Regions from separate parts of the Sus scrofa genome. Here region 2 is linked to region 1. Evidence: chromatin contacts called from public HiChIP or PLAC-seq data. All regions are on one chromosome and are shown on one strand. The core of a region is the stretch at or near the end of the contact, and the rest is flanking DNA. Distances in the headings are between cores, read along the strand shown.

Region 1 (5,055 bases), core at 771-3,270:
TGGTACATCTCTGCACAGATCAGGAGACACATTGCCTGGAAAATGCCAGCTGATGCAAGAAAAGAAATAAAAGAAAATGGACAATAAAACCATTTCTTTTACCATCTAAAAACAAAACAACAGCAAAAAACAAAACCAACCAAATTGCTGACTCCATGATCCAATGTAGAATAGAACACCTAGAAAAAGCCTTGAAGGAATAAGTCAGCAGTCTACACTATTACTCCATTTTAAAACAAATTCATTCAAGCCTTCGAGCTCAGAAGTCAGTCTGTCATCACTGCTGTTGTTTTTAATTCTTCAAAGAAAGAGATTACACAACTGCCCTTAATAATCCACTCCAGGGCTATGGGTACTTCTTTCTGCTAGCTATAGTAAATTCTTTTTTTTTTTTTTTTTTTGCTTTTTTTCAGGGCCATACCTGTGGCATATGGAGGTTCCCAGCCAGGGATCCAATGGGAGCTATAGCTGCCAGCCTACACCACAGCCACAGCACTGTGGGATCCAAGCCACATCTATGACCTACACCACAGCTCATGGCAATGTCAGATACTTAACCCACTAAGCGAAGCCAGGGATGGAATCCACGTCCTCATGGATGCGATCTGGGTTCATTAACCGCTGAGCCACAATGGAAACTCCTAGCTATACTAAATTCTTGCCATTTTTCCTCTTCTGGCTTTAGTCCCCAGGCATGTTTGTTTTTATTATGGTAAAATGAACACAATTTATCATTGGTCATTTTAAAGGGTAAAATCCAGTGGCATTACGTACATTCACATTGTTGTGTAACCATCACCACTACCTTCTCCAAAACTGTCTTCTTCCCCAATGAAACTCTGCACCCTTTATGCAATAACTCCCCATTTCCCTCTTCTCTCAACCCTGCCGGTCACCCAGGTTTCTCTGATTGTTAGTTTAACACTTTTCCCTAAGTATGATATTTTCATGTAATTTTTTTCTGGTCCCTCCTTAGATTCCTTACATCTTTTTGTAGTTAGGAACCAAGAATGGCATGAATGATATCATAATGAATAGATTACTTTCCTTTTTCCAATTTTCCCAATGCAAATATTCTAGTATCCAGCTTAACTTTTTGATTACTCATTTTGACTCATGTCCCCCTATACGTTCACCATTTACTAATTTTTTTTTTTTTTGTCTTTTGTTGTTGTTGCTATTTCTTGGGCCGCTCCTGCGGCATATGGAGGTTCCCAGGCTAGGGGTTGAATCGGAGTTGTAGCCACCGGCCTACGCCAGAGCCACAGCAACGCGGGATCCGAGCCTCGTCTGCAACCTACACCACAGCTCACGGCAACGCCGGATCGTTAACCCACTGAGCAGGGGCAGGGACCGAACCGCAACCTCATGGTTCCTAGTCGGATTGGTTAACCACTGCGCCACGACGGGAACTCCACCATTTACTAATTTTTAAAGTGTTTTGTCTTATAGTTATTATTGCTTTTCTGAGTATGTTTTTCTCATTAGCAAGATAAAACTTAAAGCTCCAATTACTCTAGTGAGAGGATTATTGAGAAACCAAATTTCCTTATGATTTCAAATCTGATCAAATTTTTAAATTTAATATACAAATTTGCCAATACTGAAATAATCAAATACATAATAACACCTATTCTGATGACAATCAAAGCTTTCATTAAGTAGAAATGATAAGCCAGGCTTAACACTGAAAGGAACAACTGTAACTGGCTTCAAAATACTCTACAGCTAGTCGCAAGACCAGAATTAGTCCAATTAAAAGAAGAATTTTCTGATTTAGAACATCTGAAGCTTTTCACTAGAGGGCTCAGGACTTGTTTAAAACTTAGGAGATTTTAAGAACAAACACTGGAAGTCTTTAAAAATCTAAAATGAAAGCAGTAAACCTGAACAGAGGTATGGTCTGAAATGTGTGCTTGCTTTTTGTATTTGCCAAGCTGCCTGGCCAGGTTGTACAATCAAGGTCTCAGGCTCCTGGACTAAGGGCTTATTCCAGTTATGTTTGCGGTGGGAGCCATCTGGTGGCCAAAGGATAAAGACTGATTAAAGGAGCTGCATTCCTGCATCCAAGACTCCAGCCAGGTCTGATGAAAGGATTCTGTAATTTCTCCCATGTGCCTTCAGCTGCAGGAAACCTGCAAGACCTGTTCCCACCTGTAGCTGCCATACACAGTTTCTAGTCAATAGTCGTGAACACGGGAATAAATCCTATAGTTCACTGGGTATTCTAAACCACTTAGGAAAAGTTTTTGAATAAGTCAGCTTTAGGAGAGTCTGACTCTGGCAGAAATCAGAAAAAGGTCTTAAAAAACCCCACATCCTTTGGGCCAGAGATGATTAAAGGAATCTCAGAATATTGAAATTACTTGGGATTTCCCCTTGTGTCTCAGCAGGTTACAAACCTGACTAGTATCCATAAGGGTGCAGGTTTGACCCCCGGCCTTGCTCAGTGGGTTAAGGATCCGGTGTTGCCATAAGCTATGGTGTAGGTAGTAGATGTGACTCAGATCCCGTGTTGCTGTGGCTGTGGCTGCGGCACAATCTAGCAGCTGCAGCTCCAATTCGACCCCTAGCCTGGGAAAGTCCATATGCCACAGGTGCAGCCTTAAAAAGCAAAAAAATAAATAAATAAATAAAAAATAAAAAATGGAACGTCCTTAAAAGTGCCTCATTCAGAAAAGTCAGAGCCATAAAAGCAGATGCCCACCTCTTTCCTCGTGAAAGGAACAGTGTCCCAAGGAGCTCTCTGCTCCAGTCTGTAGAATTGGAGCAGCCGCTGGGTACCACGGGGACACCTCCATTCCAGGGCGCCTACAGTGATCACCATGCTATTGGTACTGGCTGGAACATGTGAACTTATCCCAGGGTCTGAGAGCCATAAGAGTTACCCAATCACTGCTCCTTCACTTGAACTGACTGAAAACTCATTGTTGTCCCAACATCACCTCGTTATTAGCACAATCCCAATTCTCAAAAATCTTAAACGAAAACAGATTTCATAGAAAGCAATTTCTCAAAATGGGGTATCAGAAAAGAAAGAATTGTGAGATACTATATAATGTTTCTAACGGCTGACCTGGGCAACAGGAGTCTGTGTACAGGTATTCTAAGAATGACAAGAAAGTCTCTTTGGAAACACCATAGACTGGAATCAGAACACTCTTTGCTTCCATGTAGTTCCCATTAAACATGGCAGCCATCACTTCACAACGGGCCACCAGGATGGCCCGGTGGGCTGGTACTGTCGTACCTGTAAGGTTCAAAAGGGAAACAAAGCCAAGTGAGACAAACTGGCACAGTTATTTTCCTACCAATTTTCCCTCTAATTAGAATGGTATGGCATTAAGCACAGCTAAGCTGATATTCAGAAACCAAATGTGGGCATGACAACCAGCATTAATTCAGAGACTCTGTAGTGTTCAAATAAATTGAAAAATTAAGAGAGTTCAAAAGCTGACTTTGAAACCAATAATTCGCAGATCAGCCCATTATACGTTACTCAGTTTTTATTTCCTGAAGATAGAAACACTGGAATGAAGTATTTTGCTTTATGGTTTTATAACAAAACATTGATTCTTTCCGATTGGCTTGAAATACCACCCCCAGCCCTGTCCAAGTGCCTCCCAAGGAAATACAGCCATTGCTCTTCTTAGCCAAACTCACAGTACAGTCCTAGTCAAGCTTCCCCTTAACAGAAACAGGAAAACAAACCATCCTCAGCCTAAGCAGCCCACAGATCCCAGCAGAAACAGCAAGGAAATCTCTTGTCACAAGGGGAACACCTAGAAGGAAGGGGATGGTCTTGTCCCCTGCTTTTTTCTTTTTAGGGCCTCACCAGCAACATATGGAAGTTCCCAAGCTAGATGTCAACTTGAATTGGAGCTACAGCTGCCAGCCTACACCACAGCCACAGCAACACCAGATCCCCGACCCACTGATTGAGGCCAGAGATCTAACCCACATCATCTTGGATATTAGTCGGATTTGTCTCTGCTGCAATGGGAACTCCAACCCTGACCCTCTCTCTCCTATATGAACAATATCTGCTTGTGGAAAATTTTAAAGGCCATTCAGCCTCTACCCCTCACTGAAGCTCATTAAACTCACAGCACTGGGGACACACGTGGCCTGGGGTTCATGGGTAGAGAAGCAGTTCTCACCACTCCCACTAATTCAGGAAACCACAAACCCACAGCCAGCCTTCGGTTTAGTCTAGATCAGGTCAATAGATCATCATCAAGCACCCATCACATGCCAGTCACCACATCTGGTATCGGAGGTACAAAGAAGAGAAAGAAAGACTGGGCTACCTTGGTTTGCATTAGCTAAACTTTTAGTCTGCTGGAGGGCATGACAGCCAATTTAAGTGACAAAAATGTCCCATTCAAGGAGTTCCTGTCACATGGCTCAGTGGAAATGAATCTCACCAGCATCCATGAAGATGCAAGTTCGATCCCTGGTCTCGCTCAGGGGGGTTAAGGATGCAGCTTTGCCTTGAGCTGTGGTGTAGGTTGCAGAGGCGGCTCGGATCCAGCACTGATGTGGCTGTGGCATAGGTCAGCAGCTATAGCTCTGATTCGACCCCTAGTCTGTGAATCTCCATACGCTGTGCATGCAGCCCTAAAAAGACGAAAAGACAAAAACAAAAACAAAAAACTGTCCCCCTCCAGAAAGTAACTCTAGGAGCCAGATCACTCAGCTCTGCCCACCCATGCAGCTCCCCACCTCCCCACAAATCTCATATTTCTATATATTCTTTTCTAAAATATTTACAATTATGGGGTTCTTCATCTTCTTTAATGCCAAACAAAACATCTTCTAGCTCACCAAAGAAGAAAAAAGTTCCACATAAGCCCAGTGACTTTCTCCAAAGCCAATAATCCCTCAGGATCCACAGGCATTGCCTGACAGTGCCAGCTGCAAACTCATAGCTTGGCACTGTTGTCTGCACAGGCACACCTCCCACAGGCTTAGGGAGAAGCCCCAGGAGTCCTCCTCTCTCCTCCCAGGTCCTCGCATCTACTGGCAGGCAACCCCCCCTGGGGCGCTCCCCTC
Region 2 (4,586 bases), core at 1,611-4,110, 80 kb before region 1:
GTTGCATGATTCTTTTTCTCCTTTTCTTTTTTTTTTCTTTTTTTTTTAAGTGCTGCACTCGAGGCACATGGAGGTTGCCAGACTAGGGGTCGAATTGGAGCTGTAGCTGCCAGTCTACACCACAGCCATAGCAACATGGAATCTGAGCCTCGTCTGCAACCTACACCACAGCTCACAGCAACACTGGATTCTTAACCCACTGAATGAGGCCAGGGATCAGACCCACAACCTCATGGTTACTAGTCAGGTTCATTAACCACTCAGCCATGATGGGAACTCCTTTTTCTCCTTTCTTCCTAACCAATTTCTTCTTGCACAAGGAATGGAATTTTCAAAGATGAGTAACAACATCCAGGTGTGTTACTGTGTCAAAATGAGGCCCTACAGTCCATCAAGCTGCATCATCCATTAAATCCACTAAGGTGGCATCGCCCTACTACTCATCTCAGTGTTCAACTATTAAAGCTCAGCAGGTATCTACACAGCAGCCACCCACTTATTCCTCCCAAGGGAAGTTCCATTTGCTTTTTAGGTCATGAGGGGGTGAGGCATTAGGTTTCATAATCCCTCAACATTGACCCAGTCCTGGAAGACAAAACCATGCCCAAACTTTAACATTCCTGGGCTTGTCTGTGTTAGGAGCATGGTGACAAGGTTGGATCTTACAGGATCTGTGCAAGGCTCATGGGGCAGAGCCATTAGGGTGATGCTGAAAGTATAAAACACTGCTCAGCCCAGCAAAACAGCAGCAGGGTCCAAGAGAGATGGAGCCAGAGTCAGGGGGGAAGTAAGAAGGACTGGGGACATCATGCAGCCACGGAAAGGGCTTATTATTAAGTGCATGTGAAACACCTTCTTTTGATTCCCAAAAATAAATGGAAGGTCTTTGCAAGGACTGCAGTTTTCTGCGGAAGACTGAGAGAGAAAAACAGCAACACTGGAGTTCCTGTTGTGGTGCAGTGGAAACGAATCCAATTAGGAACCATGAGGTTGCAGGTTCATCACTGGCTTCGTTCAGTGGGTTAGGGATCCAGGGTTGCCGTGAGCTATGGTGTAATTCGCAGATGCGGCTCGGATCTGGCAGTGCTGTGGCTGAGGCGTAGGCCGGCGGCTACAGCTCCAATTAGACCTCTAGTCTGGGAGCTTCCATATGCTGCTGGTGTAGCCCTAAAAAGCAAAAAATAAAATAAAAAACAGCAACACTGAAGAAGATGCTATACGTTTCTTCACAAAAAATAAGCTATACTCAATTCAGTCAGATCTTCTGGCAGGTGTGTGAGTGGTGCAGGGGTTGTAAAGATGAGTTTTCCTTCTCAAAACCTGGCTGCAGACACATTAGAGCACGTTAGCTAAAGGGATTTCTTTCTTTCTTTTTTTTTTTTTTTGCTTTTTAGGGCCACTCCCATGGCATATGGAGGTTCCCAAGCCAGAGCCACAGCAATGCCAGATCCGAGCCATGTCTTCGACCTCCACCACAGCTCACAGCAACCCTGGATCCTTAACCCACTGAGCGAGGCCAGGGATCGAACCTGCAACCTCATGGTTCCTGGTAAGATTCATTTCCACTGAGCCACAAGGGGAACTCCAGAGACTTCTTTTTTTTAATGATGAACTGTTTTCTTTTTTCTTTCTCTTTTTTAGTTATTTCTTCTATTATAGTTGATTTACACTGTCAAGCAACTTCTGAGATTCAGAGGAGGGAGAAACTGATGATGAACTCTTGAGATCTCTTTATGATCCCTCAAATCTCCAATTCTCCTGCTGGAGAAGCCCCAGAGTTCCCCAATAATAACATTCCCTGGGATTTAATCTCTTTTGGTCCTCTGACTTCAGCTCCTGAGTCCCCCTGCACCGTCTCTGCAACACCACGGCTCTCCTCTGGGAGTTCCCTGAGATCTCAGAAAGTAGACACACACACACACACACACACACACACACTTACAGGACAAGGGGAGTCTTTGTAACAGTCCTGCTAGACTGAAACAAGCCTCAACTCCAACCACAGGAAACTGGTTAAATGTGTTATAGTCCATTCATAAAATGGAACACTAAGTAGCATTATAAAGACGACTTGGTGCACCATATACTCTAGATAAACTGTTGTGTGACCGAAGGAAAGGGAGAACCAGGAGCAGATATGCTACTGCTTAAGAAAAAACAAAAACAAAAACAACTATCTCCAGGAGTTTCCGTAGTGGCACAGCAGAAACGAGAATCTGACTAGGAACCATGAGGTTGAGGGTTCAATCCCTGGCCTCACTCAGTGGGTTAAAGATCCAGCATTGCCGTGAGCTATGGTTGCAGACTTAGATCTGGCTGTGGCTGTGGCTGTGGCACAGGTTGGCAGCAGTAGCTCCAATTAGACCCCTAGCCTGGGAACATCCATATGCCATAGATGCGGCCCTAAAAACAAACAAGCTGACCAACAAAAAAACACAGCTATCTCCAGAAACAAGAACCAGGGATTCAAGGAACTGTGATTGCACTGGGGAGAGGAACTTGAGGCCAGAGTAAGACAAAGTATCTTTTCATATGATTTTTTTTTTTTTTTTTTTTTTTTTTTTGCTTTTTAGGGCCGCTCCTGTGGCATATGGAGGTTCCCAGGCTAGGGGTCAAATCGGAGCTGAAGCTGCCAGCCTACACCACAGCCACAGCAACACGGGATCCAAGCCGCATCTGCGACCTACACCACAGCTCATGGTAACACCAGGTCCTTAACCCACTGAGTGAGCCCAGGGATTGAATCCGCAACCTCATGGTTCCAGTCAGATTCGTTTCTCCTGTGCCATGACGGGAACCCCATGTGATTTTTTTTAAAACAGTGACCCAGAGTTACTTTAAAACATTTCTAAGAGGAAGGAGGGGGAGGAGAAGCCAGCCATGGGAGAGCACCGGGGGAGGAGTTTCAGTTTCACTGAAGAGGTCCTGGAGGAGGCAGAGGAGGGCTTGGATCCACACCCTCAGGAAAAGGCAGAGCGTTCTGGTCCTCACGTCCCTTTTGAACACCTGCTGCTAGGAGCGCCTCTGCCCATCCTCCCCTATTACTCCTTCAGCTCTCCTGGACCTGTTCAGGCATTGTTCTTCCTTCTCCACACACCACACTTCAGTTCTACCCCTGCTCTAAAGCCACTGGTGGAAACCCCTTTCCTCAATGATCTACCAACAAATCCCTGTGCGCTGGGAATTAACCTCACTACCCTAGAGCTTATGAATCACCACATTTCTTAATTTCTCTAAAGAAAATGAAATCTAGGTGTTCCCATTGTGGCTCAGAGGGTTAACAACGAGACATAGTGTCCGTGAGGATTCAGGTTCAATCCCTGGCATCACTCAGTGTTGCCACAAGCTGCAGCTTAGGTCACAAATGCGGCTTAGATCCAGAATTGCAGTGGCTGTGGTGTAGGAACTTCCATATGCCGTGAGTGCAAGCCATGAAAGGAAGGAAGGAAGGAAAGAAAAGAAAATGAAATCTAGTTCAGTCCCAGCATCCTGTCCCCGTCCAATCTCTGGGCATGGCAAAGAATTCTGAGGTTCTAAATTTCCAGGGTGGAGCTCCTGTAGTGGCTTAGTGGTTAATGAACCCGAATAGTATCCATGAGGTTGCAGATTCAATCCCTGGCCTCACTCAGTGGGTTAAGGACCTGGCATTGCCGTGAGCTGTGGTGTAGGTTGCAGACGTGACTCAGATCCCGACTTGCTGTGGCTGTGGCGTAGGCTGGCAGCTGTAGCTCCGATTCGACCCCTAGCCTGGGAACCCCCATATGCCACCAGTGCTGTCCTTAAAAAAAATAAAATAAAATAAAAGTTTCCAGGGTCCTTGGGTGCATCATGGTAGCCAGGAAGCTGCCCATGTCCAGCCCCAACTCAACCTGCAGGCTGGTGAGGGGGCCTCCACCTCCTCCGGGCAGGCCAGGCCACCAGGTCCTGAGACAGCGTTCACCCCCAGGTGTCCACAGACTCATGACTCAATTCACCCCAGGTGTATCACAGCTCAGGGTGCTGGATAGCCAGAGGCACACGGTCCCAGCTTCTCAAGACCCACCACCCTCTCTGCCACCAGAGCCAGGCCGCTCCCCCACGCCCCTCAAAGCCCAGCCCCCATCCCCTCACTCTCTCCAGCTCCTCCTTACATTTCAACACTATGGTTTGCATTCTAGAAGAGAAAAGAGCTGACACTGGCCCCTATCTCATCCAGGACAAGGGAATCTGGAACTTAGAACACAAAGTTCTGCTTGTTCTTCCTGTGAGGAGGGAGGGGAAGTGACCTGCACCGAGAAAACACCACACAGGAATTATCACCCACTCCTCTGTTATATACCCTCCTCTCAAGAAATGGTTGTGCGTTTTTTAGGACCTTTTTTTTTTTTTTTTTAAGTCTTTTTAGGGCCGCACCCTTGGCATATGAAAGTTTGAATCAGAACTAAGGGTAGAATCAGAGCTATAGCTGCCGGCCTAGACCACAGTCACAACAACACCGGACCCTCAACCCACTGAGTGAGGCCCGGGATCAAATCCACATCCTCAAAGATACTAGTCAGGTTCTTAACCTGCTGAGCCACTACGGGAACCCTAGGACCTTAATATAT

What was found. HiChIP or PLAC-seq counts read pairs in DNA pulled down with a chosen protein or histone mark.
Region 2: a contact with region 1 is called in an H3K27ac HiChIP or PLAC-seq map of alveolar macrophages, with 4 times the contacts expected there. The contact joins two enhancer-like sites. A contact is called at or near these places in 1 of 5 promoter capture datasets (liver), 30 of 47 Hi-C or Micro-C datasets (alveolar macrophages, blood, brain and 15 more) and 2 of 2 datasets of contacts at active chromatin or transcription factors (alveolar macrophages and skeletal muscle).

The regions. Positions count from the first base shown.
Region 1 is chr2:102,378,311-102,383,365 of Sscrofa11.1, reverse strand. RHOBTB3 (rho-related BTB domain-containing protein 3) reads right to left here. Exons shown (of 12, transcript XM_003354222.5): 9 at 3,077-3,250; 10 at 1-49. Among named protein-coding and RNA genes, the nearest start is that of RHOBTB3, 46 kb to the right of the region's middle. Within about 2 kb of position 2,020, at least 4 of the 83 cell types and tissues checked have an H3K27ac peak or open chromatin away from gene starts, as enhancers often do. A contact at or near this core is called in alveolar macrophages, where this site is marked.
Region 2 is chr2:102,459,240-102,463,825 of Sscrofa11.1, reverse strand. No RefSeq gene overlaps it. Among named protein-coding and RNA genes, the nearest start is that of GLRX, 24 kb to the right of the region's middle. Within about 2 kb of position 2,860, at least 4 of the 83 cell types and tissues checked have an H3K27ac peak or open chromatin away from gene starts, as enhancers often do. A contact at or near this core is called in alveolar macrophages, where this site is marked.